5 separate regions of the Mus musculus genome follow, and regions 2, 3, 4 and 5 are each linked to region 1. The links are chromatin contacts, called in public Hi-C and HiChIP or PLAC-seq maps. All regions are on one chromosome and are shown on one strand. Each heading gives the region's core, a stretch centred on a gene start, on an enhancer-like site or on the middle of the called end of the contact. The rest is flanking DNA. Distances are from core to core; before and after follow the strand shown. Region 1 holds the start of Rnft1 (ring finger protein, transmembrane 1). Region 2 holds the start of Tex14 (testis expressed gene 14). Region 3 holds the start of Tbx2 (T-box 2). Region 4 has its middle 26 kb from the start of Tbx2. Region 5 has its middle 33 kb from the start of Ypel2.

Region 1 (5,205 bases), core at 1,846-4,345:
GTCCAGTCTACTGTAATTATTTGTTGTGAGGCCTCTCTAATGACGGACTTCCCTGTGGGATTTGGGCTGTGTTGTTTTTCATTCTCTCTGAGTATCTAGGACAAATTTTGTCAGTAAATAGTTAGTAAATGCTTTTTTGCTTGTTTTCTTGTTGGTTGGTTGGCTAAAGACAGGGCTTTCACACAGGTGAGGCTGGCCTTGAACTCCAGATTCTCCTGCCTCCAGCTTCCAGTTCTGGGATTACTGACTTGAATTTACTGATTTTGTTGTTGTTGCTTTTAGCAGATTATCTTTTATTATTTGACAATTTCATTCATGTGAACCTTGCGTCTTGTTCAATATACCCATGTCTCCAGAGGTCCCCTCCTTCTCCTCCCCGTCTTCCCGGGCACCTCCAGCACATCTCCCTTCCCTTCTCATGTCTTCTAGTCTTTTGTTTTTGTCAGTAACCCACTGAGTCCAATCAGTGATGCCTACTAGAATGCTAACTAATCCTGTTAACTTGATCTTGATCTGATCGGAGCTTCGTAAGTTCATGGGTTCAACAACCATGCCTTGTCCCTGAAACAGAATCTCACAGCACCCCTCCCCTCCCTCCTGCTCTTACCTCTCTCCACCCTCCTTCCCAGATGTTTCTTAGCCTGGTAGGGAGGGAGGATTGAAACAGATGGCCCTGACCAAGAAGCGCTCAACACTCTCAGCATTAACTGCTGGATACTGCAGTGTCTTTGGCCCAAACGGAGGGCAGTACTAGTCTATGGATATAAGCATATTCAGAAGGCAGTTTGACATGTCCCTTATTAGAACAGCAGTAGGTTCCTCCTTAGGGCCTGTGACCTCCTGAGCCATGACCAGGTTGACAGTACTTGATCTGAATTCCCTCCTGTGGTTGGTTCCCCTTGTTCTGTGCCACTGCTGTACCAGCAGGCACATCTTGCCTGGCACGAGCCTTGCTTTCTTAACTAACTAATTAGAATGAAAACGCCGTTTCTAATATTCCGGATTCGAGTGAAAAGAAATCTTATCCCAGAAATCAAAGCTCATCTCAAGTGCTCTCTTTCAAATCTGTGACTGTTTAGTCAAGGTATTTGAATAAAATGTACTAATAAATTTCCAGTATGTACTGATATGCCTTCAGTGTGTTATATTGTTAAAATGGGAATTTGGGGCTGGAGAGATGGCTCAGAGGTTAACAGCACTGGCTGCTCTTCCAGAAGTCCTGAGTTCAATTCCCAGCAACCATGTGGTGGCTCACAACCATCTGTAATGAGATCTGGTGCCTTCTTCTGGTGTGCAGGCATATATACAGGGAGAACGTTGTATACATACTAAATGAATCTAAAATAAATACATAAAAAAATAAAATGGGAATTTGAACATTAGGTATATTAAGTTTACAAACTGTTGTTCTGCTGTCGTTGGGGCGTGATTATGTGACATTTCATGATTTTCCTGCTGCCTAAATTTGCATTTATGTTATTTTTTGAGATTTAGAGTTTTACTCTGGGGCTGGTGAGATGGCTCAGTGGGTAAGAGCACCCGACTGCTCTTCCGAAGGTCCAGAGTTCAAATCCCAGCAACCACGTGGTGGCTCACAACCATCTGTAACAAGATCTGATGCCCTCTTCTGGAGTGTCTGAAGACAGCTACAGTGTACTTACATATAATAAATAAATAAATCTTTAAAAAAAAAAAAAAAGAGTTTTACTCTGTATCATAGATTGGCCTGGAACTCACAGCATCTTTCTGTCTTAGTCTTCAAAATTCTAGGATTACAATCATGAGCCACTAATGCTTATCATACGTTCATTTTAGTTTAAAATAAAACTACTCACATAGGATCTCTGCTGTGCACAAAATTTGCAGTCTCAGTTGGCTCCCTGGAACCCAAATAAAGGTAGGAGAGAAAATTTCCCAAAAGTGTCCTCTGTCGTACCAGTTCAGGCACTACCTGTCACCATCACGCACAGGCACAAATAGGCCTGTTCTACTTGGGACCAAGTCTTAAAAAAAGAGAGTGCTAATGTGCTGGTCACAGAGAGAAGCAGATCCAAAAGAGCATTGGGATTTTTTAAAGTGCTTTTTGACTTGAGAGAAATTTAAGAATAGTCTCAAGATGAATGAAGGGCTGAGGCTAAAACCAGTAGATTCAGTTATACTACTATGAAAGGAAGACAAAATTTCATGGCTAAGGAGATTTTGACAAGGTATTTGAAAGGTTTAAGTCAGGTAGAAAGACAAAATTACTGGACACGTAACTCAGAAGTGTCTCTGCAAAAAGCCAAGTGTGTGCAAAACGCCAGACTTTTGCCTAGTCACGTCAGCCTCCGATGAAATACTTAATTTCAAGAATCATAGGAATCCTGTTATACATATGATGTCCTAGATTTTCCAGAACTGTGTTTTTTTTTTTTTTCCTTGTAGTATCTTTTTTCCCCTTTAGTAGCCTTTATTTTAGAAGTCGAGTTCCCTGCTCGCCAACACGGGGTTTTCTAAATCTACTTCCAGGGCCTCACAAACTTCCTGGCGCGTCTGATATCCAGTTCTGGCACCCGGTTCTGGCACGAACTAGGGCACACTGTTCAACTTCAGGCTTGGAACCCGAATCCAGGTCACACAACCTCTCTGCCCAGGCAGCCCAGCGGGTCTGGCGTAGCTAGCAACACGCAGCCGGAAGCCAGATCGCGGCTCCCGGTACGCAGCCCGCTGCCGAGCAGGTTCCTGGACCTACCCATTTTCAACCTCAAGTACTGAAGGACTCCGAAGCGTGTGACTGATCACTAATACACGCAAGACGTGACAGCCACGCAGACTTAATTAGCACACACGTCCGCCACTACGCCACTCGTATAACATCACCAACAGGGCCACAGGGCGACAGGGCGGGTCTACGATGTTCAGGGCGGGGCCTAGATGCGCCCTCCTCCTCCTCCTCCCAGTGAAGGCGGGGCTAGGGACTCGGGACAGGGCCTAAAGGTTCCCTTCTCTGCTGGGAAGGGCGGGGCCGGGATGAGCGCGGGGCGGGGCCTAGAGGCTCCTTCTTCCACTGGGCGAGGGCGTGGCCCGGCGAAGGCGGGCCGCGCGTGACGACGTCTAGGGAGCGCGCGCGCCGCCGCGGGGCCAGGCCGAGCGCTGCTGGTGGCGTCCGAGGCTGAAGGCTTGGCGAGAAGGGCTTGCGGCCGCGTGTCGGGCTGTTGGTATTGTGGCTGCCGAGGCCGCCCGCTCCTGGTCATGAGAGGTCAGGCCTGGGGAAGGGGGTGAGGCGGAGGGTTTCCGGGGAGAAGAGCCGAAGCTCGGACGTGGGTGGAGAACTCTGTCCTCGCGGATTCCGGAAGAGTTGGCGTTGACTTTTCTTTCTCCCTTTCCCCTTTTCTTGTTTATGTATGAAGGAGGGCAGGTTTTGTGTTTCTTTTTTAATAGCAGAGACACAAACTGTCCTGTCCCAAGTCGCTCTTCAGAGAGTGAGGCGATAGAGCCGCTGTGGCTTCCGAGCCTCTTCGAAACGTCACACAGTAACTGCACGGTTTCAGCCAGCCAGCCTCCGCCGCAGCTAGCTCCATCGCGGGGGAAACGGGAGAGGCCCGGCGGTGGGCTCTGCGTTTCGTCGGGCGACAGCACGATTCTGGCACCCTGGTCCGAGATCCACACTGGATCACGTAGGGATCTTGCCCTGCCCACAGCCTCTCTTCTGACACCCCTAACCAAGCCGATGGTGGCATTTTTATTCGGGAGGCTAACTCCTTATTTAGACTAAAGCATCACTTAGCAATTACGTGATGACTCCCCCTAAGGGTCCTCTTTCAAAGGCATTTGACTAACATTCTTTTGGAAGGAGAAGCAATATTCTCGGTGGCACCATTAATTACTGAAAACCTTATTAGCTTTGTGGAAGCTGTTTCAGCATAAAATGAAGTGTTTATTATCTTTGTTGATGCTTAATTAAGGCACTGATTTTTTTCCTTCTAAACATTAATGAATCTGTAAAAAAAAATCTATTGTATTTATTTAGTGTGTGTGTCAGAGGACTTGTGGGAGTCAGTTCATTGCTTCCACCATATGAGTTTAGGGGATTTAACTCAAATTAAAGGTCTTGACTTACCCAGCCATCTCACCCACCCTTAGCAAACTTCCTGATGTGGACTCTGCCTCAGAGTACATGAGCCAACTTATTCAGCATTAGTGCTGCTATTCACTGTGGTATCTGCTGGGCACCCCTTTGACTCTTTGCTGATGTCTTTTGGCACATTTGAAAAATCAAGACATCTGCAGTGCTTTGTACTTTAAGTAGCCCCTGGTTCAAAACTCTTGGTTTGCCAAGTTGGACTTCGAGGTTGGAGTGGGGCAGGGCAGCAGAGCTTTGACAGTTGCAAAGATTGAAGGACCTGAAACTTGTCTGTGACTGTCAACTGCCCCTTTAGTGAACAAAGGACACCTAATGAACCGATGCACTGCTTGTGATTAACTTAGAATGCTTTCTGCTCTTTGATTTTACTTTTAAGGAGAAAGAGTCCTGAAGCAAAGACATTTTAGAGAGAAAATACTCAAGGGCCATGCAAGCCAGCTGTAACCAACTGCATGATCCTCCGGGCACTGCACATGAAGATGCTGCAGCCTCCCCGTGTGGTCATTCAAGATCAACAGAAGGTTCCCTTCACCCTGGGGATGTACATATCCAAATAAACTCCGGACCAAAAGAATATTCTGAAAATCCAAGCTCTAGAAATCCCAGGTCAGGCGTCTGTACTTGTGCCCATGGATGTGTGCATGGTCGTTTCCGGAGTTACTCCCACAGTGAAGCAAGACCACCTGATGACTTTGCTACAGAGTCTGGGGAACATGGAAGTGGCTCCTTCTCAGAATTCCGCTATCTCTTCAAGTGGTTGCAAAAAAGTCTTCCTTATATTTTAATTCTGGGTATTAAACTTGTTATGCAGCATATAACAGGTAGGAAATAAAACTGCTGAATTAAGTTTCCCATTTTATTAATAATTTTAACATATTTTGGTTGCTAGCTTTTAAAAATTATATCAGTATATATAATCTTGTTGGTTTTTTTTCTTTTCTTTCAATTAACTAGAACTTATTTTCTAACAGGAATTTCTCTTGGAATTGGGCTGCTAACAACTTTTATGTATGCAAACAAAAGCATTGTAAATCAGGTTTTTCTAAGAGTAAGTATGACAAGCAACTAAATCATTAACTCTT
Region 2 (5,205 bases), core at 1,617-4,116, 920 kb after region 1:
ACTGAGCCATCTCGCTAGCCCCCATCCTCTATTTCATAGCACTCCTGCGTTCGTATCCTGAGTGTTGAGATTATGAGTATGTCACCAAACATGATTCAGAACTCTTCTTTATCATATATAAATCAACTTTAAAACATCTGACAAATATATCTCAGAAGCCAATTAATTAGGAGTGTATACGTTTAGTGACCAGGCAATATTATGAAAGAAACATTTTTGATATCAAAACTTCATCAAGAAGACAGGGATCCTGGATAATATGATGGTAAGCTGATTGTTTGATGTGAACACATACAAAGTAGTACTGTATGCTTCTTGGTTTCCTGACTACAAACTCACAGCAGAATATTCTGTTTGTTACATTAAGTCCACCCGTAAGCAGGGAACGTCCTATTTTACCATAACTGTGTTTTTCCAACACCTGGTACACCACAAACTTCTGTCGTCTTCATTAGGGGTATTCCACCCCCAAGAATGTTATCGAGTGCTGAACAGAAGGTGATTATGAAGCCCTGGGTATGCTCTTGCTCGAGAAGTTCCAGTGCTGTGCACTTCTCGTTTGCCACAGATGTACCGGCACATCTTGGTTTATTTGTGAGACATTCTCTTCTTAGAATTTGTAGAGTTTCCAAGGCTTCCTCTTTAGATATCCCAACTTCTATAAATAAAATAAGAAAAAGAAAACCTGACATTAGAGAATTAAAAGTATAACTCAGAGCCTGGCATGGGGGCCCATGCCTTTAATGCCAGCACTAGGAAATCAGGCAGGCCAGCATGGTCTACAGATCGAGTTCCAGGACAGTCAGGACTACACTGAGAAACCTTTTTCTTTCCTTTTCTCTCTCTCTCTTTTTTAAAAAGATTTATTTTTATTTTATATACGTGAGTACATGTAGCTGTCTTCAGACACACCAGAAGGGGGCATCGGATACCATTACAGATGGTTGTGAGCCACTATGTGGTTGCTGGGAATTGAACGCAGGACCTCGGGAAGAGCAGTCAGTGCTCTTAACCGCTGAGCCATCTCTCCAGCCCCCAAACCTTTTCTTGAAACAAACAAAAGTCTAACACAGAAATGAATTATCCAATTATTTAGTTATTTAGCAGTTGGGGAATCAAAACCAGGGCCTTGGGCATACATAGCTAGTTAGTGCTCTACCCATTCTGCTACTACTCTGTTAGCATCATCGCTGGGATGTAAAATTAGACTAGGGGTATAGCTCTGTGGTAGTGTTTAACATTGGCAAAGCCATGAGTTCAATACACAACACTTAAACAAAAATCAAACCAGATTCCATTCTGTCCTCTTTGATCACCATCAAAGAGATGTGCATAGTATTACTGGCACAGTGGGTGACTACAACGAAGTTTGGATTTGTGAACATTAAGGATGCAGTGGTCCCCACTTTGGTTTTTTTGTTTTGTTTTTTGAGACTGGGTTTCTCTGTGTAGCCCTGGCTGTCCTAGAACTCACTCTGTAGACCAGGCTAGCCTCGAACTCAGAAATTCACCTGCCTCTGCCTCCCAAGTGCTGGGATTAAAGGCGTGCGCCACCACTGCCCGGTTGTGATTCCCACTTATCTGTAACCTAAAGAACTCTGAGAAAAGTCGGGGGCCAGGGCGGGGGGGGGGGGGAGGCAGTATTCCTGTGAATCACGAACGTCTTTCTAGAGCTTTCTCCTGGTCTAAGGGAATGTTCTATTGCTTTTCTCACTGAAATATCTCTAGTCCTTCTCTAATCCTTTATTTTTCAACTTCAATTCCCCCCCCCCGCCCCCCAGGATCTTTGACCAAGGAGAATTACATGGCTTGTGATTGTTTCCCAACCCAGTTTATCATGAAACCTCAAGATGAGAAGTCGGTTCTTTCATCTACAGATTGGACACCCTGGTCCAAGAGGAGCCTTCCTTAAACCATTAAGTGAGGCACTCCTCAAAGCATCCAGCGAGCACGGAGAAAGCAATCAGTAAACGTTGCTCCACACAGTTCCAAGCTCAAGAGAATTTCAGCGGTGTCAAAAGATCGGCTTGGCGGAGGCGGCGGAACGAAGACGGAGGCGGCGCCAAGCGGCCGCGGTGCATCAGCTGGCAGCTGGGAGTCGTTACCTTTGCTGAGCTCGGAGGGCTTCACCTCTAGGACGTCCTCCGCCGTCTGAAACCCCGCAGCCACCAGCTTCCCGCGCACCGCTGGAGACAGCGGATAACCCACCAACTCCCGCTGCATTTTTTTTTTTTTTTTTTTTTTTTTTGAGAGCTCGGCGGCTACGCACGCAGTGACGTAGAGCAAGAGGCGCGAAAGCGCTGGAAACCCAAACCCCGCCCTCCCGCGGGGGAGGGTCAGTGGCGTGACGTCACACGCGCGGCGTAAGGGGCGGGGCTCGCGCGGCCTAGACTCACGAGGCCTTGCTGCTGCTGAGGAAATCCCACACACTGGTTTCATGTAAGGTTGTCTTCTAGTTTCACTCGTCCGAGTCACGTTTCGGATATAGCCTGACAGTGAACACAAAAACAAAAAAAGAGGCCGGAGACGCGGAGACGGTAGCCAGGCCAAGTGAACCCTGTACAGCATATTTCCTCACCATGCTCTGCCCTCTTTCACGGGTTCCTCAAGAATCCATCCTCCTGGATGGAAGTTGTAGTAGACGCAGCAACCAGAAACTGACCAGTTGGCAGTTTCCTGCTGTGAAAAATTCAAAAAACCCTTGTAGGAGGTCTGTTGTGTGTCCCCTGACCCTTGCCAGGCGACCCCTTGCTTTTCCCGCCCTCGCGGGGGATTGTGGGCCAGCCTCCCACTTTGGGGGGCTGCGGTAGGGAGTGGTTGGCGCCCACGCGCGCGTCCACGCACTCGCCCGCTCACGCACGCACGCACAGCTTCCGGTGGGTGACCCCGGGACTCCGGAGCTCCCTCAGAGTGTGGCGGTTTCTGAGCATTCATGTCGGCAGGCCTGCCTAGAGTAAGAAGTAGCTGGAAAAGTAAGCTATCGTGTCCTTGTCGTCTCGTGGTCTAGCCTGGGCCTCTGGTGTCCCGAGGGAGGAGCTGGACCTCTTTAGTAGAGTTGACCGGGGATGTTGACGGAGCGGGAGTGACTGCTTCCACATCAGAACTTTTGGGGAGATTGGCAGTTTGGAAGGTGGCTTTAAAGGCCCAAGAAATACGGAAGATGATATAAAAAAAAAGTGTGTCGTGCCGGGCAGTGGTGGCAGCACGCCTTTAATCCCAGCAGTCGGGAGGCAGAGGCAGGCGGATTTCTGAGTTCGAGGACAGCATGGTCTACAGAGTGAGTTTCAGGACAGCCAGAGCTACAAAACAAAACCAAAAAAAGTGTGTCATACCTACCTCACATTTCAAAAAAAAAAAAAAATCTAGCATTTTTTTTGAAGACAGCATCTAAACTTTCTAAATTATGGGATATAGGAATACGCGACTCTCCCTGCTTTTGCACTACTTATTGACAACAACTTCTTCTTTCTTTTTTTCTTTTCTTTTTGGTTTTTCGATACAGGGTTTCTCTATGTAGCCCTGGCTGTCCTGAAACTCACTCTGTAGATCAGGCTGGCCTCGAACTCAGAAATCTGCCTGCCTCTGCCTCTTGAGTGCTGGGATCAAAGGTGTGCGACACCACACCGGGTTCTTTTCTTTTCTTTTTTTAACTTGTGGGTTTTCAAGACAACCTCTTTGTGTAGGTTTCTTTCGTGGCTCTCCCAAAACTGACTCTGTAGAGCAGGCTCTCCTCGAAGTCACAGAGATTCATCTGCCTCTGCCTCCTGAGTACTGGGATTAGAAAGGCCAGCGACCTCCCCACCCCCACCCCCTACCCCCAAAAAAAGCCGGGCAGTGGTGGTGCACGCCTTTAATCCCAGCCCTTGGGAGGCAGAGGCAGGTGGATTTCTGAGTTTGAGGTCAGCCAGGGCTACACAGAGAAACCCCGTCTGGAACCCCCCACCCCCAAAACAAAAGAAAGGTCAGTGCCACCAATGCTCAGCTAAAGCAACGACTCTTTATTATTACATTTCTTTTGTGTTTGTGTGTGACACACAGGCCACATTACTAGACTGGAGGTGAGAGAAATTGGTTCTCGGCTTCCCCCATGTGGTATTGGGGACAGATGGAATTGAGGCTGTCAGGCTTGGCAACCAGGCCCTTTACCTGCTGTACTACCTTTCCCCTCCCTGCCAGTGATTCTTAGCCTGGACTTTTATTCAGGAATTGAAGCTTTAAATACTCCAAATCAGTCATTCAAGTACTAAGGAAGGTGGCGACATTTTGAACAGTGTAGAGAATGTCACAGCTCTTAAATGTGCATAGACACGTCATTCAAAGTATGAGGATGGAAAAACAGCACCATTTTCTTGAAACATAAACTTAAAAAACTGTTTACTATCTGGAGCAAGCTCCAAATTCCGTGTCTCTCCTTGGAGGAGGAGAATGTATTTATCCCATTTGGTGACTCAAAAAGCTTGGTAGGACTGGACAAAATATGGTTTATGTAAGTACATTGTTTAGCTTACATAGGATTTATATATGAGTATTCGGTTATTATTAGATGTTATTCCCCAGGGAGAATTTGGGCTTAATATTTATAAAGCAGTTGGATTCTTAGGTGAGAAGGTAGTGAGAAAGAGAAAAGGGGCAGGCAGAGGTAGCACACGCCTCTAATCTCAACTGAGTTCGAGGCCACTCAAGACTACACAAGAGAAACTATGTCTCAAAACAAACAAACAAACAAACAAACAAAACAAAAACAGATAATAGGGCTGGAGAGATGGCTCAGTGGTTAAGAGCATCTGCTGCTCTTCCAGAGGACCAGGTTCAATTCCCAGCACCCACATGGCAGCTCAAAACTCTGTAACTCCAGTTCCAGGAGATTGGACGACCTCACACAGACATACATGCAGACAAAGCAACAATACACATAAAATGAAAACTAAATTACTAAGATTTATTTACTTATGAATGTGAGCACACGTCACTCTTCTCAGAGACACTAGAAGAGGGCATCAGCTCCCATCACAGATGGATGTGAACCATCATGTGGCTGCTGGGAATTGAACTCAGGACCTTTGGAAGAGCAGCCAGTGAGCCATCTCTTCAGCTCTGAAAACTAAATTATTAAAAAACAATAATAAAATAAGTAAATAGGAGGAGAAAATGGAAAAAAAAATTCTGTCCACACAAAAACCTGAACATAGTGTTTCTAGATTCTAT
Region 3 (5,205 bases), core at 1,462-3,961, 650 kb before region 1:
AGAGAGGACTTAGCCTTATCTCTTGACCATTCTCGATGTAACTCGGCCAAAAGACGGACCCGGCAGCCCTGCCAGGCTTGGGAGGGCAGTCCCCTCCGGCCCAGGCTACTGGTGCTGGATTTGATTGTTGCGGGAAGCTAAGACTACAGACCACGTGAAAGGGGCCTGGGACCACGAAGCCAGCGCCTGCCCGACGCCCCCGCCCAGAACTGCCTGGGAGAGGGAGGGGCGGCTGAGCGCGCGTCCCCCACCCGTCTGCGGGTCCCGGCCGATGCGAAGTGACAGGGGCCGGAGCTTTGTTGTGGAGCCTCGGCCGCCTGGCGCCAGGCGCCCTCGTCCGTGCCCTCCCCCTCCAGCCCCGGGCGGCCCGCGAGGCGCCCCCCGGGGCCTCTTAAAGAGACACGCACACTCTGCCCAGGGGACTCCCCCAGGGGCGCCTGTTCCTGGGAAGGGGAGATGAGTGGGGGTAGACCCAGGCGGGGGTAGGGCGAAGCAGGAGTTGCGAGCCGCAAGGCGCCGCTCGAGAGGCTGCTTAGGCCGCCCCAGCACCAGTTTTCGATGCTACAAGGATATTCTAAGAAAATTTTGTTGGGGATGGGTCGATAAAGAATCTTAAGAGCGGCTAAAGCAGGTCATCCAGGTGACTACGTGATGGGGGTGGGGGTGGGGGGGTGGCTGGAGCTGTTGGTGGAAACCCAACCTGCCCTGAAAACGTCTCTGACCAGTCGCAGGTCCTTAGCTCTATAGGTGGGATTCAGATCCCCTAATGTAGCCACTGGGCGACAGCTGTCCGATTTCGTGGACCAATAACTCAGACCTTCATGTTTTAACTCTCAGGCCTAAACGGGTAGACCAGCTACTGTATGCTACCCAGGAAAATGACCAAAATACATACTTCGATACATACACATTTTTACAAGGTACTAAAGTGCCTGTCCCCATACACACAACTTAGCAAATGTCCTGCCAACTCGGAAAGCTGAACTGACTACTTCTTGTTCACCTCACTAACTGTCCAAGTGTGTTCAGACACATCTCTCCTGGAGGAGCCACATCCTGTCTGAATTGGAAGCAGTGCAAAGCTGCAATGGATCTCTCACCGGCTGCGAACACCGCGAAGCTAGAGCTGAAGGTTCACTGTGGGCAGAGAAAAGAGTGAGAAAAGCGACCTAGGAGTAAGGTCCTGAAGAAAAACCCAGTGGGGCAGGCGCGCACAGGGTTATGAAGAATTACAAGCGCCTGGTGTTGGCTCAGATGTATAGGAAAAAAGGTCGTGGAGGCCAAACGACTCCTGCTGGTCTCAACCCCGTACTGCCGGGGGCAACTAGCTTTTAAACGCCTTTCTGGGCGGTCAGCTACCAAGTGCCTGAAGACCTGGTGTATGCAGCGGAGGGGCAAGCTGCCTGGGCCACTTACGTGGTAGGTGCCTACCACGGGGACATAGGGCTGGAGCGGCAGAATTCGCTTATACTGGTTGGGAGGGTGGGAGTATCCACTGTGGCTAGTTCACACCCTGCTTCCCCTCCCCAACAAGCACAAGGGTGTGAGCCTCAACCCTAAACAGGCAAGTGTATGATCGTTTTACTCTGGGCACACCTGATTATGGTTTTACACACACACACACACAGAGAGAGAGAGAGAGAGAGAGAAAGAGAGAGAGAGAGAGAGAGAGAGAGAGAGAGAGAGAGAGAGAGAGAGAGAGAGAGAGAGAGAGGAAGATGCATTGGGGCTGTTGCCAGAGAGATAACGAAGACTGATCGTCGAAGGGGGTGTTCACACTTGCTGGCAAACACCTCGATTCCCATCCGCATTACTCAGCTTTCCTGAACTAGGGAGCCTTGAGCTTCCAAGGGACGGAAACAATCTCTAGAGAAGTGACTGAGAAGAAAAGATGCCAGAGTTTAGGAAGAGATAGATGGGCTTGCATCTCCAGTACCGGATGCGGCGAAAATTCCTTCTGGCGCGTGTGGAGAATCTGAGTTCTAGGATCAACTAGCGCGGCACCGCCTTGGGCTCTGTAGAAGGTGCGCTCACCTACCTGGTCCCAAGGATCCATTTTCCTACTCGCCAGAAGGTTTTGGCTTAGTGACCTGACACAGACCTTCTTTAGGCTAAATGCCCGGCCCTTCTGGAACCCCAGGTTCCTGAGTCTACGAGGGGAGGAGCAGGTGGGGGTGGGGACCCTTCGTTTCCCCAGCGCAAGGCGGCGTCCCGTTCCCGCCCGTGCCGGCCCCATCAGGGTTCTGCCATGGCTCCCCACTCACCGGCTCCGGACACCTGATTCGGCTCCGGGACCTCGGCCGCCCGAGCCTCCTGATTTGCCCGCCCACCGGCCTCGCTTTCCAGTGCCCGCAGCCTCCCTCTGAAGTGCATGGACCCGGGGCGGTGACCGGGAGTGGGGTGGGAGGCCAGGCTGGGTCGCAGGCAAGAGCGGCCGGGCCTCCCGGCGCGGGAGGGAAAGGGCGCCCCCTCTCCTCTCCGGAACGTGTCAATGCTTTGCACTTGGGGCCGGCATGCGGCTAGGGGGTCCTTCCCCAAGGCCCCGGGACCCGGGCGCCCCCTGCCTCAGGCCCTTACGGCGGGTCAGATCGGTCCTCTGCGCTTTCCAGCCCTCGCCCAGGCAGCGGCGGGCGCGGGCGGCGAGGTGGGGGCCAGGCCAGGGGGAGGGGTCTCGGGGCCCGCTGGCCCGTCATTGGTTAATATTTTATTCTGTTGACATGTTTTCTTACTGCTGAGGCTTCCGACACCTTCTCCCTGGCCTCCCCTCCCGTCCAGAGCTTGGCCTGAGCTGTCAAAACCCCGCCCCCGGAGACCCACAATTGGTCCAAAAAGCGTAAAATCAGCAATCAAGGGGGGCCTGGCTCGTTAGCGCAGGGGATCCGAACAGGGCAGGACATGTGAGATAGTCACAGTTTTCCAGAGATCAGGACAAGATCTAACCAGTCGCGCGTGGTCCCCGGCGCCGGAGCCGGCCAGCCCAGCCCAGCCCAGCCCAGCCCAGCCCCGCGCAGCGCCCCCTCCGCCCCCGCGTCCAGAGCCCTGCGCCCCTTGAGGTGCGCGGGACGGGGAGCCGGGAGAAGCCGCTGCCGCGCCCGCCGCCCGGGCCGTCCGTCCTCCGCGCGCGCCGCCGCCCGGGCCGGGGGTCCGAGGCGCGCGCCCCCGGCCCCGGCCCCGGCTCCCAGGAGCCTGGGCCGGATGTCCCGATGAGAGAGCCGGCGCTGGCAGCCAGCGCCATGGCTTACCACCCGTTCCACGCGCCACGGCCCGCCGACTTCCCCATGTCCGCCTTCCTGGCGGCAGCGCAGCCCTCCTTCTTCCCGGCGCTAGCGCTGCCGCCCGGCGCGCTAGGCAAGCCTCTGCCGGACCCGGGCCTGGCGGGGGCGGCGGCCGCGGCAGCAGCGGCGGCGGCGGCGGCCGAGGCGGGGCTGCACGTCTCGGCACTCGGCCCGCACCCGCCCGCCGCGCATCTGCGCTCGCTCAAGAGCCTGGAACCCGAGGACGAGGTGGAGGACGACCCCAAGGTGACGCTGGAGGCCAAGGAGCTGTGGGACCAGTTCCACAAGCTGGGCACCGAGATGGTCATCACCAAGTCCGGGAGGTAGGACGGGCCGGGCGGGCGGGCTCGGGGACCGCACAGCACCCACCACCACTGGGTCGATGCTCTCTCGGATTGCCCCCGCTCCGGCCCTGGCGCCACACTCCTTTCCACAGACAAGCAAGCTGACTTTTTTTTTTTTCCGTTTGGCTCCGGAGCGAATTAAAAAAGAAAAAGAAAAGCAAACATCTCTCGATTGAAATAAAACGAAAACACGTTCCTAAAGAATAGTCCCAACTGTTCTGAGTCTCAAAGCCCCGGAGACTCTGGCGGGTCTCCACAGCCCCTTGCGGTCTCACTGTTTTTTTTTTGTTTTGTTTTGTTTTGTTTTGTTTTGTTTTTGTTTTTGTTTTTTCCGTCTCCTGGACGGTCTGGAAGTTCCTAAGAAAAGGGATCTTTCCCGGATTCTCCGCTCTGATCACTGGAGTCCATAGTGGGACTAGCATCCCGCCTCCTGCTAGCTCCAGGCTGACCACTTGGTTCCGGCAGAGAGTTGTCCAGCCCACAGCTAGGCCTTGGAGAGAGTCTTGCTTGTCCTTGGAGCTTGGAGCACTGGACCAGCCACCTCTTGAGGCCTTAAAGCCAGAAGAAAAATAAAATCCCCAATCTTCCCAGCACTCCAGTCTCTGAAAGTCCAGGCCTCAGGTTCACCCTGTTCCCCCGAAATTCTAGGCTAGGGTTCCCTGATTAAGCCTCTAAATCGTTTCTCCCAGACAAAGACCTTGATAGTTTATTTCTTCAAGCCCTGTCCCAAGAGTTTATTTCCTCTCTACGAATTTCAAGGCAATTCAGAAAAGCCTAGTGTATCTCTAAAGGGCCTAGTTTCCTTTCCTGGGCATCAACCCTCATCTTAGATCAGAGTGGAGGAAAGGTCTCCAGACTGAGTGCAAAACGCATCCAAAGCTTTACAAAACAGGCTCTGGCCGGCAGAAATAGGATGTCTTGGGAGTAAGAAGCACAGGCTGGGTCTTTCCAGGTAGCAACACAGCACAAGTGGAGGACATTGTGACAAATTATGTAGATAGGGAAGCTTCAAGTAGGATGTCATGTCATTGTCGGGAAGGTAAAGGGACAAAAAAGAGCCGGGTCCCAATGGCATGTCCCCCTTCCCTCCCTCCGAGGCGGATGTTCCCCCCCTTCAAGGTGCGAGTCAGCGGCCTGGACAAGAAAGCCAAATACATCCTGCTAATGGACATCGTGGCTGCCGATGACTGCCGCTATAAGTTTCACAACTCCCGCTGGATGGTGGCAGGCAAAGCCGACCCCGAGATGCCTAAACGCATGTACATCCACCCGGACAGTCCGGCCACAGGGGAACAGTGGATGGCCAAGCCTGTGGCCTTCCACAAACTGAAGCTGACCAACAACATTTCTGACAAGCATGGCTTTGTGAGTGTGGGCAGGTTGGGAAGGTGTTGAGAGCCCAGGGGCCCCCACAGTCGAGTGGGTAGAAGGAAGCTAGAGGATTTCTAGAGGGGAGCATTAGTTGAACACCCCCCACCCACAGTGCCCCTGTCTGTGGCCCAGGCAAACTGGGCCTAGGCTTCCAGAGCCCTGTTCTGCAAGCCTGAGGAAAAGTATGTCGACTGTTTGTGGAAAGCTCCAGGCTG
Region 4 (5,205 bases), core at 901-3,400, 630 kb before region 1:
CTCATCAGGGCTCCCCTCAGGCTGACTTGTCCCTGAGTTCCTCAGAGGTAGGCTCTCAGTCCTGCCCTTGGTCTCATTTTCAAAACTGAATGTTGCCTCAGCTTCTTGTGTCCAGGTTGTGGGCCTTGCCTGGTGTCTCAGAACTTCTGCCTCAGTGGAGAGCTTCAGATCTGAGCTCCCCAAGACCCTGAAGGAAGATGAAGTCCAAAGCTTCCCAGAACTTCAGGGTAGTGCTTGTACCAGAAGACACCTCTCTGTGCACCCTACTCAGTGAGACAATGGGGTGGTTTTAGGACAGGCCTGCCTAGTGACTGTTGGCTCAGTCCAGTTTTCATTGCTATAATGAAATACGCAGGCAGGCTAATTTTATAAAGAAAAGAGGTTTACCGAATTCACAGATTTGAAGGTTCACCGGGAATGGTGTGGATATTGGCTTACCTCTCATGAGGCCTCATGGCTGACATATACAAGATGGGAACATATACAAGACAGGAAAATCTCCAATAGGAAGTGAGAGAGAGGCTGAGTAGGGGCTAGAGCCAAGGTTTTAAAGCAACCCACCTGTGATTGGTCTCCCAGAAGAAATACTTTAGTCCCTTCTGGGAGTCTGTCCCCAGTGACCCCAAGCAAGGCTCACCCTTCAAACTCCAACTGGTTCCCATACCATGTCTCCAATCGCCTCTGAGGAGAAAGCTTCCAACACATAAAACCTGAGGGAACAGTGGAAGGCAATTTCTTAGACACAGCAGCTGGGCAACAGGACACCCAGCAAAGCTAAGGACTGAGAGACACTTCCTTGTCAAATGGACCCAGCCTACCTTTGAACTGCTGAGAAGAAACTCTGTGGGGGGGGTGGTGTCTGTGTGTATGTGTCCATGTATATGTCTGTGTATCAGTGTGTATACGTGTGTGTCTCTGTGTGTATGCATTCATGTATTGCTGAGGATTGAATGCACAGCCTCATAAATTCTCACTGATCTATACCTTCAGCCTTGATATTGGTTTTTTATTGACACATCTGTTTCAGAATCTTTCCCACATTCATATTCACTCTCCTGTTGGAATCAGTTGAATTGTGTCCTTTTGAACACAATTGATACAGGGTCCCCAACTGATACACAATGAATACCAGTGTCCCCAAATCTTACGACCTGCGAGTGTGACCTTATTTACAAGTAGGGACTTCTGTAGATGTGATCATAACTAACTACAGACCTCAAGGTGACGCCACCCTGGGATTAAAGTGGGCCTCAGAGCTAATGACAATGTCCTTTGAAGGCCACAAAGAGAGACCCCACACACAGGAGGCACTGGGGGGACACAGGCAGAGCTGGAAGTGATGGTTTTGCCAACCAAAGACCTGCTGAAGCTGCCAACAGCCACCTGGGGGTAGAAGGAGTCTCCCTCAGTCTTTTTTTTTTTTTTTTAAAGTTTTTTTTTTTTTAAGATTTATTTATTATTTAAGTAAGTCCACTGTAGCTGTCTTCAGACACTCCAGAAGAGGGAGTCAGATCTCGTTACGGATGGTTGTGAGCCACCATGTGGTTGCTGGGATTTGAACTCCGGACCTTCGGAAGAGCAGTCGGGTGCTCTTACCTGCTGAGCCATCTCACCAGCCCCTCCCTCAGTCTTTAGCAGAGTGTGGGTGAGTTGGAGCCTTCAGCGCCCAGCTTCAGATCATGAGAATAACCAGCTGCCAAGTGACTCCCACCACCCTATTTTGATGATGTGTTCTGGGTGCCTGAGGAAAGGACCCAGGCTCAGTCTGTATTTACAGCCTTCTCCGTTAGGCCCACATAGCTCCCTTCCCCACAATGGGAGGTCCCATGCTCAGAGAAGCCAACCTTGGGCTTAAGAGGTGTGTGTGTGTGTGTGTGTGTGTGTGTGTGTGTGTGTGTGTGTGTGAGAGAGAGAGAGAGAGAGAGAGAGAGAGAGAGAGAGACAGACAGACAGACAGACAGAGAGAGAGAGAGAATTTAGGTAATTTAGGTTCTCTCCTTTGGAGCCACTAAAACCTTTCCCTCACACCTGTCTTCAGAATGTGGAGCTGGTGGAGTGGAAAGTGAAGATTCCTGACTCCCTGGTGGTCTCCCTGGTTAGGCAGGCTCCACCACAGAGGGCAGCAGCTCTTCAGCCAGGCTGACCACACAGGCAGCCATGATGAGAGCTGGCTTTGTTCTGGCTTTCTGTAGCCTGAACTGCAAGCCTCACGCCCACTTGTCCTAATGAATATTTATTGACTTACTAAGCGAGTTTCATGGAGGGCTGTTGTTTTGTTTTTCCTGATGTGCCAGTCCTGGTCCTTGGTCTAGAAAATTCTGTGAAAATTGAAAATATAGGTCCACAAGAAAACTGGGACACAGATGTTTATAGAAGGCCACCAACAGGTGAATGAACAAATATTCAGTGTCTCTGCACAGTGGAATACTGCACGTCAGGGGGGGAAGGACAGCTCTGCCCCGAAGGAGGAATGAAAGCTGAAGTCATTATGCAGAAGTGCTCAGGAACCAGACAGACACAAAGAAACACATACCACCACGGTGAGGCTGTTTGCCTGAAGTTCTCCAACATGCAAATTAGGCTACAACAAAAATCAGAGGCTGTCTGGGGATTTGGGAAGTAGGGAGTGACAGCAAAGGGACATGGGGCTCCCGGGGAAGATGGGAATATTCTGTCACCAATGGAATCATGGTTATACCAGGTAATACATTTCTCAAAACTCATTCAATTGATACCAATGAATATGGTTAACCTGAAGTAAAGGCTATTTTTTAAATGAAGAAGGGGCTGGTGAGATGGCTCAGTCAGTCAAGACCCAAGCCCTGCACTGGAGAAAAAGCTGGGCACGGCAATGCACACCTGAAGCTCTGCACTGGAGAATGGAGGGCAGAGACAGGCAGACCCAGAGAGCTCATTTGGCTAATCCAGCTAAGTCTATGAATGCCAGGCTCACTGAGACACCCTGTCTCAAAGAGTAAGGTAAGTTAGTGATCAAGGGGGCTGGCAAGATGGCTCAGCGGGTAAGAGCACTGACTGCCCTTCCAAAGGTCCTGAGTTCAAATCCCAGCAACCACATTGTGGCTCACAACCACCCGTAATGAGATCTTATGCCCTCATCTGGTGCGTCTGAAGTCAGCTACAATGTTAATAAATAAATCTTTTTTTAAAAAAGTAGTGATCAAGGTAGACACACATGAACACATACATATGTGCACACATAAACATGTGCATATACCACACACAAATAATGGTGTCGCCATTATTATTATTAAAAACGAAAAACCCTGTAAACCCATAGACTCTGCATACTCTGCCTGCCATTTCAGTACAAATAGGACATGATTGTGGTGATTGACACTGATGATTGGGAAGGCGTGTCTGCATTTTTCTTTCATTTGGTATCAACTTGAAACTGGTGGTGTAAGGGCTGGAAAGATGGCTCAGCAGTTAAGAGCACTGACTGCTCTTCCAAAGGTTCTGAGTTCAATTCTCAGCAACCACATGGTGGCTCACAACCATCTGTAATGGGATCCGGTGCCCTCTTCTGGTGCATCTGAAGATAGTGACAGTGTACTCACATGTATATACTTATAAGCATTATTATTATTATTATATAAACTTTTTTGAGGGTTTTTTTTTCAAGACAGGGTTTCTCTGTATAGCCCTGGCTGTCCTGGAACTCACTTTGTAGACCAGGCTGGGCTCAAACTCAGAAATCCACTAAACATTTTATACATACATATTATTTATAATAAAACACTGGGGGTGCACTTCAGTTGGTAACGTGCTTGCTTAGCATATACAAAACCCTGGGTATATTCCCCAGCACAATATAAACTGGGCTCAGTGGCACATGCTCATAATCTCTGTACTTGGAACGTGGAAGCAGGAGAATCAGAAGTTCACGGCTATTAGCCACACAGTAAGTTGGAAGCCAGTGTGGGACACATGAGACCCTTGTCTCCAAAAAAACAAACAAACAAAAAAAATTTTTTTTTCTTTTCAAAAGGACGAGCATTTGGCAAGCTATCTGACAACCCGTTTTACCAACACTTATGCATTAAGCACAGTTCAAGGCAAGCTCTGGTTGGTATAGCGGGGTGGTGGTAACACAGGTGGTCTCAGAAGGGCCAACACTGCAGCAGAACATGCCAAGTTCTCAGAGTCAGGGGAGCTGAGGTGAGGAGGACATGGCAAAGCCAAAGGTTGAACTGTGTCCTCCATGTTTTCAATCTTGCCCAGGGTGCTAGTTACAGTAACTGAAGCACCTGGGCTCCTCCCTAGACCAACAGAGTCAGGAAGGGCGTGGCTGTGTCTCCAACTCTGGCCTAGATCACGGTCATTGTCCAAAGTCAAAGAGAGACCTTCGAACCTTTCGCGTGGTCAGGGTCATGCATCCACACTCCACCAACAGGAATCCAACATCTCTTCTCTCCACAATCATAGCCTCATACCCTGGCTGCCAAGAGCTGCCCAGGCTACTTAAATTTCCTTCAGGGAACACTCACACCCTGAGTCCATGCTCAGCTAGAACAGAGCCCTCCCTCTTCATCCCTCCTTGTCTTCAGAGGGCAAAGGTCAAGGAAGTGGCTCTGTAGAACTGGCTCCCATGGGGATCCTTTGAGTTGACCAAGCTTTTGCTCCCTTGACCTGAGGACTCCAGGCTCATCTAGAAAGTGCACGGGATGAGAATGGTGAGTATATGGGTATTTAGGGAAACTAGCTTTTGTTTACTGGAGATAAAGGGGACCATGGCACCTCTTGCACTGCAGGCAGCCATTTTGTTCTCATGAGTTAAACTCCTCCACAAGGAAGACGTGTTGATGATGGAGAGACGGTGAGGGAAAGAGTGTCCCTTAGCCAGGGCACTGCAGAGTCAGCAGCTAAGTCCTCTGCGAAGACTGGGAGAGAGCACCGCAGACGCACAACAGGCTTTGGCTGGGGGACAAGTACTCAGATTTTCCAGTAGCTACCCTCCCCATGCTTGAGTACTAGGGATTGAATTTGGGACATTCTACAAGCCAGGCATTGGATCAAGGGGCTTCCCTTAACCCATGGTTTCATGTCTTTGATGCCCTCCTCTTCCATAGAAGTGGACAACTGTGCTCTATGTATATGTCATGAGACCAGATTTTAATATCACAAGTTAGAGCATCACCTGAGTGGTTCAAATAGGCTTGGTCCAGGGAGTGGCACTATTTGGAG
Region 5 (5,205 bases), core at 1,553-4,052, 540 kb after region 1:
TTTATTAATTTATTGCATTTTGTTTGTCTGTGCATGGAGGTCAGAGGACAACCCTTTCCTTCCACTATGTGTGTCTTCATGATGGAGCTCATGCTGTCAGCCTTGGTGACAAGGCACCCTTATCTGCTGAGCTACCAGGCTGGCCTCTGTCAAGTACTTTTGTAGCAGCTACAAGAAAATAACCAGCAGCCGGGTGTGGTGGTACACACCTTTAATCCCAGCATTTAGGAGGCAGAAACAGGTGAATTTCTGAGTTCCAGGCCAGCCTGGTCTACAAAGTGAGTTCCAGGATAGCCAGGGCTACACAGAGAAACCCTGTCTCGAAAAAACAAAACAAACAAACAAACAAAAAAAAAGTAACCAGCACAGTTATCTCTAAAACTGTGTGTGTGTGTGTGTGTGTGTGTGTGTGTGTGTGTGTGTGTGTATGAGTGTGTACATGTGTGTGAATGTGTATGAGAGAAAGAGTGTGTATGTGAGAGATTGTGTGTGTGCTTATATGTGTTGACTGTGTGTGTGTTGTGTGTGGCTGGGCAGTTGTGGTGCATGCCTTTAATCCCAGCACTTGGGAGGCAGAGGCAGGCAGATTTCTGAGTTCCAGGCCAGTCTGAGTTCCAGGACAGCCAGGGCTGCACAGAGAAACCCTGTCTTGAAACAAACAAAACAAACAAACAAACAAACAAACAAGAGAGATTTTGTGTGTGTGTATATGAGATTGTAAGTATAAGATTGTGTGTGTGTGAGCGTGTGCATGTATGTGTGTGTGCGTGTGCACATGCACGATTTTTCTATATAGCTCATGCTGGCCTTGAACTTGCCATCTTCTTGCATCTGCCTTCTAGACACTGCAACTACAAGCATGTGCTCAAAGTTATCTGCTAGGGAGGTAGAAGCAGGAGGATTCCTGGGACTGGCTGCCCTTTAGCCTATCCTAGAACATAAACTCCAAGTGTTCAGGAATGGGAGCTGCCTTAAAGGACTGAAGAGAAAAACTTCCAACACTTTTCCTGCCCTCTACATGCAAGGACAGGCACACACATCTGCACATATATGTGCACACACACACACACACACACACACACACACACACACACTCATAACTGTTGTGCCATCTCCCCAGACCCCACCTTACTTTTTAAGACAGGGTCTCTTCATTGGCCTGGAGCTTACAATTAGGGTAGACTGACTGGCCATAGGGCTCCTCCTGTCTCAGCCTCCCAGTGCTGGGGTTACAGGGTGGTCAAATAGCCTTGATTTTTTTCTTTTTCACTTGAGTTCCAGGGATTGAACTCAGGTGCTCTCCTGAGCTGTCTCCCCAGCCCTCTCCTGAGCTGTCTCCCCAGCCCTCTCCTGAGCTGTCTGTTTCCCCAGCCCTCTCCTGAGCTGTCTCCCCAGCCCTCTCCTGAGCTGTCTGTCTCCCCAGCCCTCATTTTGGCTTTTTGAGGCAGGGACCCACATAGGCACATCTGACTTTGAATTCGCTCTTCAAGTAAAGCTGGTTTTAAATTCATCATCTTCCTGCCTCACTTTCCCAGGATTGGGAAATCCTTGTAATTCCAGATGGTTTCTAAATGTTTATTTCAGAATCACATGGCCTACAAAATGATGACTTATAGTCATGTGCCCGACCAAAAGGGAAGAGGATGCTCTGTGGAGGAGGAGGGGCTGGGAAGAACATTTGCAAGGAACATTGGCAGCACACCCGAGGACATTATGTTAGTACTAAGAATTACTGCTTCACTACTGGTAAACTTTTTATTATTTTATTTTTAATTTTAAATTTTTATTTAAGGTATACTTACACTTATTTCCTTGAGACAGAATATTACTATGTAACTCAAACTCACCTGAAACATTGCTATGCTGGTCTCAAACTCACCATGTAACCCAGACTGCCCTCAAACTTGTAGAAATCCTCCTGCTTCAGACTTCCAGAGTGCCAGGATTATTTATATATGTGAGGCACAGTTTCTGCTTCTGCCTTTGTTTGTTTGTTTGTTTAAATTGTTTTGTTTTGTTTTTGTTTTTCAAAACAGAGATTCTCTGTGTAGCCCTGATTGTTCCAGAAATCACTCTTTAGACCAGGCTGTCCTAGAACTCACTCTGTAGACCAGGCTACCCTTACTCTCACACAGATCCACCTGCCCCTCCTCCTGAATGCTGAGATTAAAGGCATGTGCCGCCATGCTAGGCAATTTCTGCCCTTTTCCTTTTTACAGCATTAATAAGAGCTGACCATGTTTGCAAATCACAAAAGGTTGAGATCACGTTAGGCGGCCCGAAGACTAGCTGGTTTTACCTGCTCAGGGATTCGTCAAGCCTGTTGCCAACTTTGTTTGCTTTCCTTCTTTAGATTGTTTGTAAGTACTAGAGATTGAATTTAGGGCCTCTCACATGCTGGCCTAGCATCCTACCACCCCATCACTCTGCCATGTATCGGATTCCCAGCTCCTTATAAATACCAGGGGTGGAAGAGCATGCCTGTACTCCCATTGCTTGGGAAATAGAGGGAGAGGATCAGGAGTACAAGGCCAGGCTTGGGTCAAGAGAGAAAGAGAGAGAGAAAAGAAAGAGATGAGGGAGAAGGGAAGGAAGGAGAGGAGGGCAGGGTAAGAAAGGAAGAGAAGGAAGGAAAAGAAAGAGCAAGAAAAATATCCAGGGACATTTCTTTTGGCTAACTTCCCAGATGAGTTGGCCAGAGAACAAGCAGGAAATGAAGACATAGGCAAGTAGGCATGGTGACAGTTGTTTAACAGGAGGTCATTTGCATGGGCGTGGAGGAACCTCAAGCTCAAGCAGGAACAGTGGCCCTCACCTCCGAGTGGAGGACATTGCTTGCTACTAGAACCTAAGAGGAAGGCTGCCCTGGGCACACAGATGTCTCCAAATAAGCTTGTCCTTCTGGCACAGGACGTTAGCCCAAAGTAATCCAAGAGAGAGGCCTCGGAGAATAAACACTAACCTCACTCTTTCTGGTCTCAAGGATAGTTCCATAGTGGCTCACAAACACTGTCACAGCTCTCTGTAACTCCAGGTCCAGAGGGTATGGTGCTCTCTTCTGACTCCAAGGGCACCAGGCACATGCAGACAAGCATTTGTATACATGAAAGAAAATAAATTTAATTCTTAAAAAAGTAACATGCCAGTTCTAAGTGTTAAGATTCACAGACGTTTAGCCAGACATAGTGGGACATCTTAGCACATGGAGGGACGAGGCAGGGGCAGGGACAGAGGCAGATCTCTGTGTTTGAGGCCAACCTTGTCTACAGAACAAGTTCCAGAGCAGCCAGGACAACACAGAGAAACCCTGTCTAAACAAGCAAAAACAAACATAAAATTCATGTGTTTTTTGTTTTGTTTTGTTTTGTTTGTTTTTTTTGTTTTTTGTTTTTGAGAAAGGGTTTCTCTGTGTAGCCCTGGCTGTCCTGGAACTCACTTTGTAGACCAGGCTGGCCTCAAACTCTGAAATCTGCCTGCCTCTGCCTCCACAGTGCTGGGATTAAAGGCGTGTGCCACCACTGCCCAGCTTAATGTTTTTGGCTTTTTTTTTTTTTAATGGTCTTGTTTTTATTTTTGGAATAGGATCTTACTGTGTAGCCAAGGCTAGTCTAAGGCTAATTGTGTAGCCCAGGTTGCCTTCAAACCTATGACAATTCTTCTACCCCAGTGTCCCAAATATTGGAATTATGGGTTTGAGCCACCATCCCTGGCATTATTTTTTGGTCTTTTTTTTTTTTTTTTTTTGGTTTTGTTTTGTTTTTTTTGAGACAGGGTTTCTCTGTATATCCCGGGCTGTCCTGGAACTCACTTTGTAGACCAGGCTGGCCTCGAACTCAGAAATCCACCTGCCTCTGCCTCCCGAGTGCTGGGATTAAAGGCATGCGCCACCACGCCCGGCTTGTTTTTTGGTCTTAAGATTCTCTTTCTTCATTTAAAAACAAAAACGGAGAGATGGCTCAGAAGTTGGGAGCACTGACTGCTCTTCCAGAAGACCCAGGGTCAATTCCCAGCACCTACATGACAGCTCATAACTTCTGTAACTCCAGTTCCAGGAAATCTGACATCCTCGAAGAGGCATACATGCAGGCAAAACACCAATGCAAATTAAAAAGAAAAAGTCAAAGAATCATCAGAGACTAGCAAGTACATTTGACACACAGGGGTGGTCCCCTTTTCAACTCAAATTGGGGACTTTTCATAGGATAGGACAGTATTGCAAGTCGAATGTGGTGGCATACACCTGTATTTCAAGCACTCAGGATGGAGTCAAGAGGAATGCTACAAATTCAATGGTAGCCTGGGATACAGAGCAAGTGCCAGGCCAGCCAGAGCTACAGAGTGAGACCTCACCTCATCCCACCATTAACAAAACAAACAACGACACAGAAACAAATTAAACCCCGCTATCTGCCTGCCTTTCTGTACTCTGTTATTGTTGAATGGTCAACTACAGATAAGTAAGAAAAACCACAGTTCATGAAAAGACTGAGAAGATCCAAGCATGGGGCTAGAGAGGTGACTCAGCTGTTCTGAGCACTCTCTGCTCTCCTAGAGGACCTGGGTTCCCAACACTCACAATGGCCTGTAACTCCAATCCCGAGAGATCCAATGCCCTCTGCTGGCTTTCTCTAGTACCAGGCACAAACACACACACACACACACACACACACACACACACACACAGGCAAACATTTATACACATAAAACAAAATAAATGAGAACCTAAGAAGTGGTAGAGGACCCTAACTAAGCTTCCACTTAGAGCCAGGTGGTCTTATAAATTATCTTTGAGAATTTCATCTGAAGTCCAGTTACTATGTTAAAAAAAATTAGGAATTTTTGGATAAGGCCAACTACTCTGTCCGGTGATTTCAGGAAACACATGAGAGAATATGTAAAAGTGAATTAAATCTAAACACAATTGCTGTAAAAGAATAATCCTGTTTTGAAAGAAACAAGCACAGTTTATTTTTCGAGAATGTAACCTAGAGACACTGGGTGACAGGTGTTCCTCTGTAGTGAGGTCACATTAGCTTTGTTGTCACTGAACAAAAGACAGTTATGCATCAATACATTTCTAGATTACAAGGTAGGGGGATACCAAAAGTAGATCTCTCTCCTATAACTCATTTGTTACAGTACTCTTAGCTTTTTCCTTTCCTTTTCCTTTCCTTTCCTTTCCTTTCCTTTCCTTTCCTTTCCTTT

Evidence for each region. Hi-C and Micro-C count contacts between places; a contact is called where the count stands out from the background. HiChIP or PLAC-seq counts read pairs in DNA pulled down with a chosen protein or histone mark.
Region 2: a contact with region 1 is called in a Hi-C map of B cells, with 7 read pairs. The contact joins the promoter of Tex14 here to the promoter of Rnft1 in region 1. A contact is called at or near these places in 1 of 39 promoter capture datasets (pre-B cells), 1 of 484 Hi-C or Micro-C datasets (B cells) and 1 of 9 other capture datasets (pancreatic islet).
Region 3: a contact with region 1 is called in a Hi-C map of muscle stem cells, with 2.5 times the contacts expected there. The contact joins the promoter of Tbx2 here to the promoter of Rnft1 in region 1. A contact is called at or near these places in 8 of 39 promoter capture datasets (3T3-L1-derived adipocytes, the HPC-7 cell line, cranial neural crest and 5 more), 4 of 15 datasets of contacts at CTCF or cohesin (embryonic stem cells, large pre-B cells, pro-B cells and 1 more), 3 of 484 Hi-C or Micro-C datasets (B cells, embryonic stem cells and muscle stem cells), 8 of 115 datasets of contacts at active chromatin or transcription factors (astrocytes, bone marrow-derived macrophages, cardiomyocytes and 3 more) and 1 of 9 other capture datasets (adipose tissue).
Region 4: a contact with region 1 is called in an H3K4me3 HiChIP or PLAC-seq map of stem cell-derived neural progenitor cells, with 12 read pairs. The contact joins the enhancer-like site here to the promoter of Rnft1 in region 1. A contact is called at or near these places in 8 of 39 promoter capture datasets (the HPC-7 cell line, cranial neural crest, embryonic stem cells and 4 more), 4 of 15 datasets of contacts at CTCF or cohesin (embryonic stem cells, large pre-B cells, pro-B cells and 1 more), 2 of 484 Hi-C or Micro-C datasets (B cells and embryonic stem cells), 8 of 115 datasets of contacts at active chromatin or transcription factors (astrocytes, cardiomyocytes, embryonic stem cells and 3 more) and 1 of 9 other capture datasets (adipose tissue).
Region 5: an H3K27ac HiChIP or PLAC-seq map of large pre-B cells shows a contact between it and region 1, with 6 times the contacts expected there. The contact joins the enhancer-like site here to the promoter of Rnft1 in region 1. A contact is called at or near these places in 4 of 39 promoter capture datasets (the 3T3-L1 cell line, the C10 cell line, frontonasal cranial neural crest and 1 more), 1 of 15 datasets of contacts at CTCF or cohesin (pro-B cells), 1 of 484 Hi-C or Micro-C datasets (embryonic stem cells) and 2 of 115 datasets of contacts at active chromatin or transcription factors (the NIH/3T3 cell line and large pre-B cells).

Annotation. Positions count from the first base shown.
Region 1 is chr11:86,481,562-86,486,766 of GRCm38.p6, forward strand. Rnft1 (ring finger protein, transmembrane 1) reads left to right here and starts at 3,096. Exons shown (of 9, transcript NM_029788.5): 1 at 3,096-3,238; 2 at 4,500-4,944; 3 at 5,095-5,171. The coding sequence starts at 4,551.
Region 2 is chr11:87,402,199-87,407,403 of GRCm38.p6, forward strand. It overlaps Tex14 (testis expressed gene 14), which reads left to right and starts at 2,867. Exons shown (of 31, transcript NM_031386.2): 1 at 2,867-2,972. Rad51c (RAD51 paralog C) reads right to left here and starts at 2,308. Exons shown (of 9, transcript NM_053269.4): 1 at 2,106-2,308; 2 at 400-658. The coding sequence starts at 2,223.
Region 3 is chr11:85,829,904-85,835,108 of GRCm38.p6, forward strand. Tbx2 (T-box 2) reads left to right here and starts at 2,712. Exons shown (of 7, transcript NM_009324.2): 1 at 2,712-3,598; 2 at 4,717-4,984. The coding sequence starts at 3,204. It overlaps 2610027K06Rik (RIKEN cDNA 2610027K06 gene), which reads right to left and starts at 2,485. Exons shown (of 5, transcript NR_077059.1): 1 at 2,265-2,485. RefSeq lists an enhancer at 232-617 and a promoter at 2,247-3,237.
Region 4 is chr11:85,856,006-85,861,210 of GRCm38.p6, forward strand. No RefSeq gene overlaps it. Among named protein-coding and RNA genes, the nearest start is that of Tbx2, 26 kb to the left of the region's middle. RefSeq lists an enhancer at 1,224-4,249. Within about 2 kb of position 2,151, at least 24 of the 459 cell types and tissues checked have an H3K27ac peak or open chromatin away from gene starts, as enhancers often do. A contact at or near this core is called in astrocytes and stem cell-derived neural progenitor cells, where this site is marked.
Region 5 is chr11:87,023,944-87,029,148 of GRCm38.p6, forward strand. No RefSeq gene overlaps it. Among named protein-coding and RNA genes, the nearest start is that of Ypel2, 33 kb to the left of the region's middle. Within about 2 kb of position 2,803, at least 91 of the 459 cell types and tissues checked have an H3K27ac peak or open chromatin away from gene starts, as enhancers often do. A contact at or near this core is called in the NIH/3T3 cell line, where this site is marked.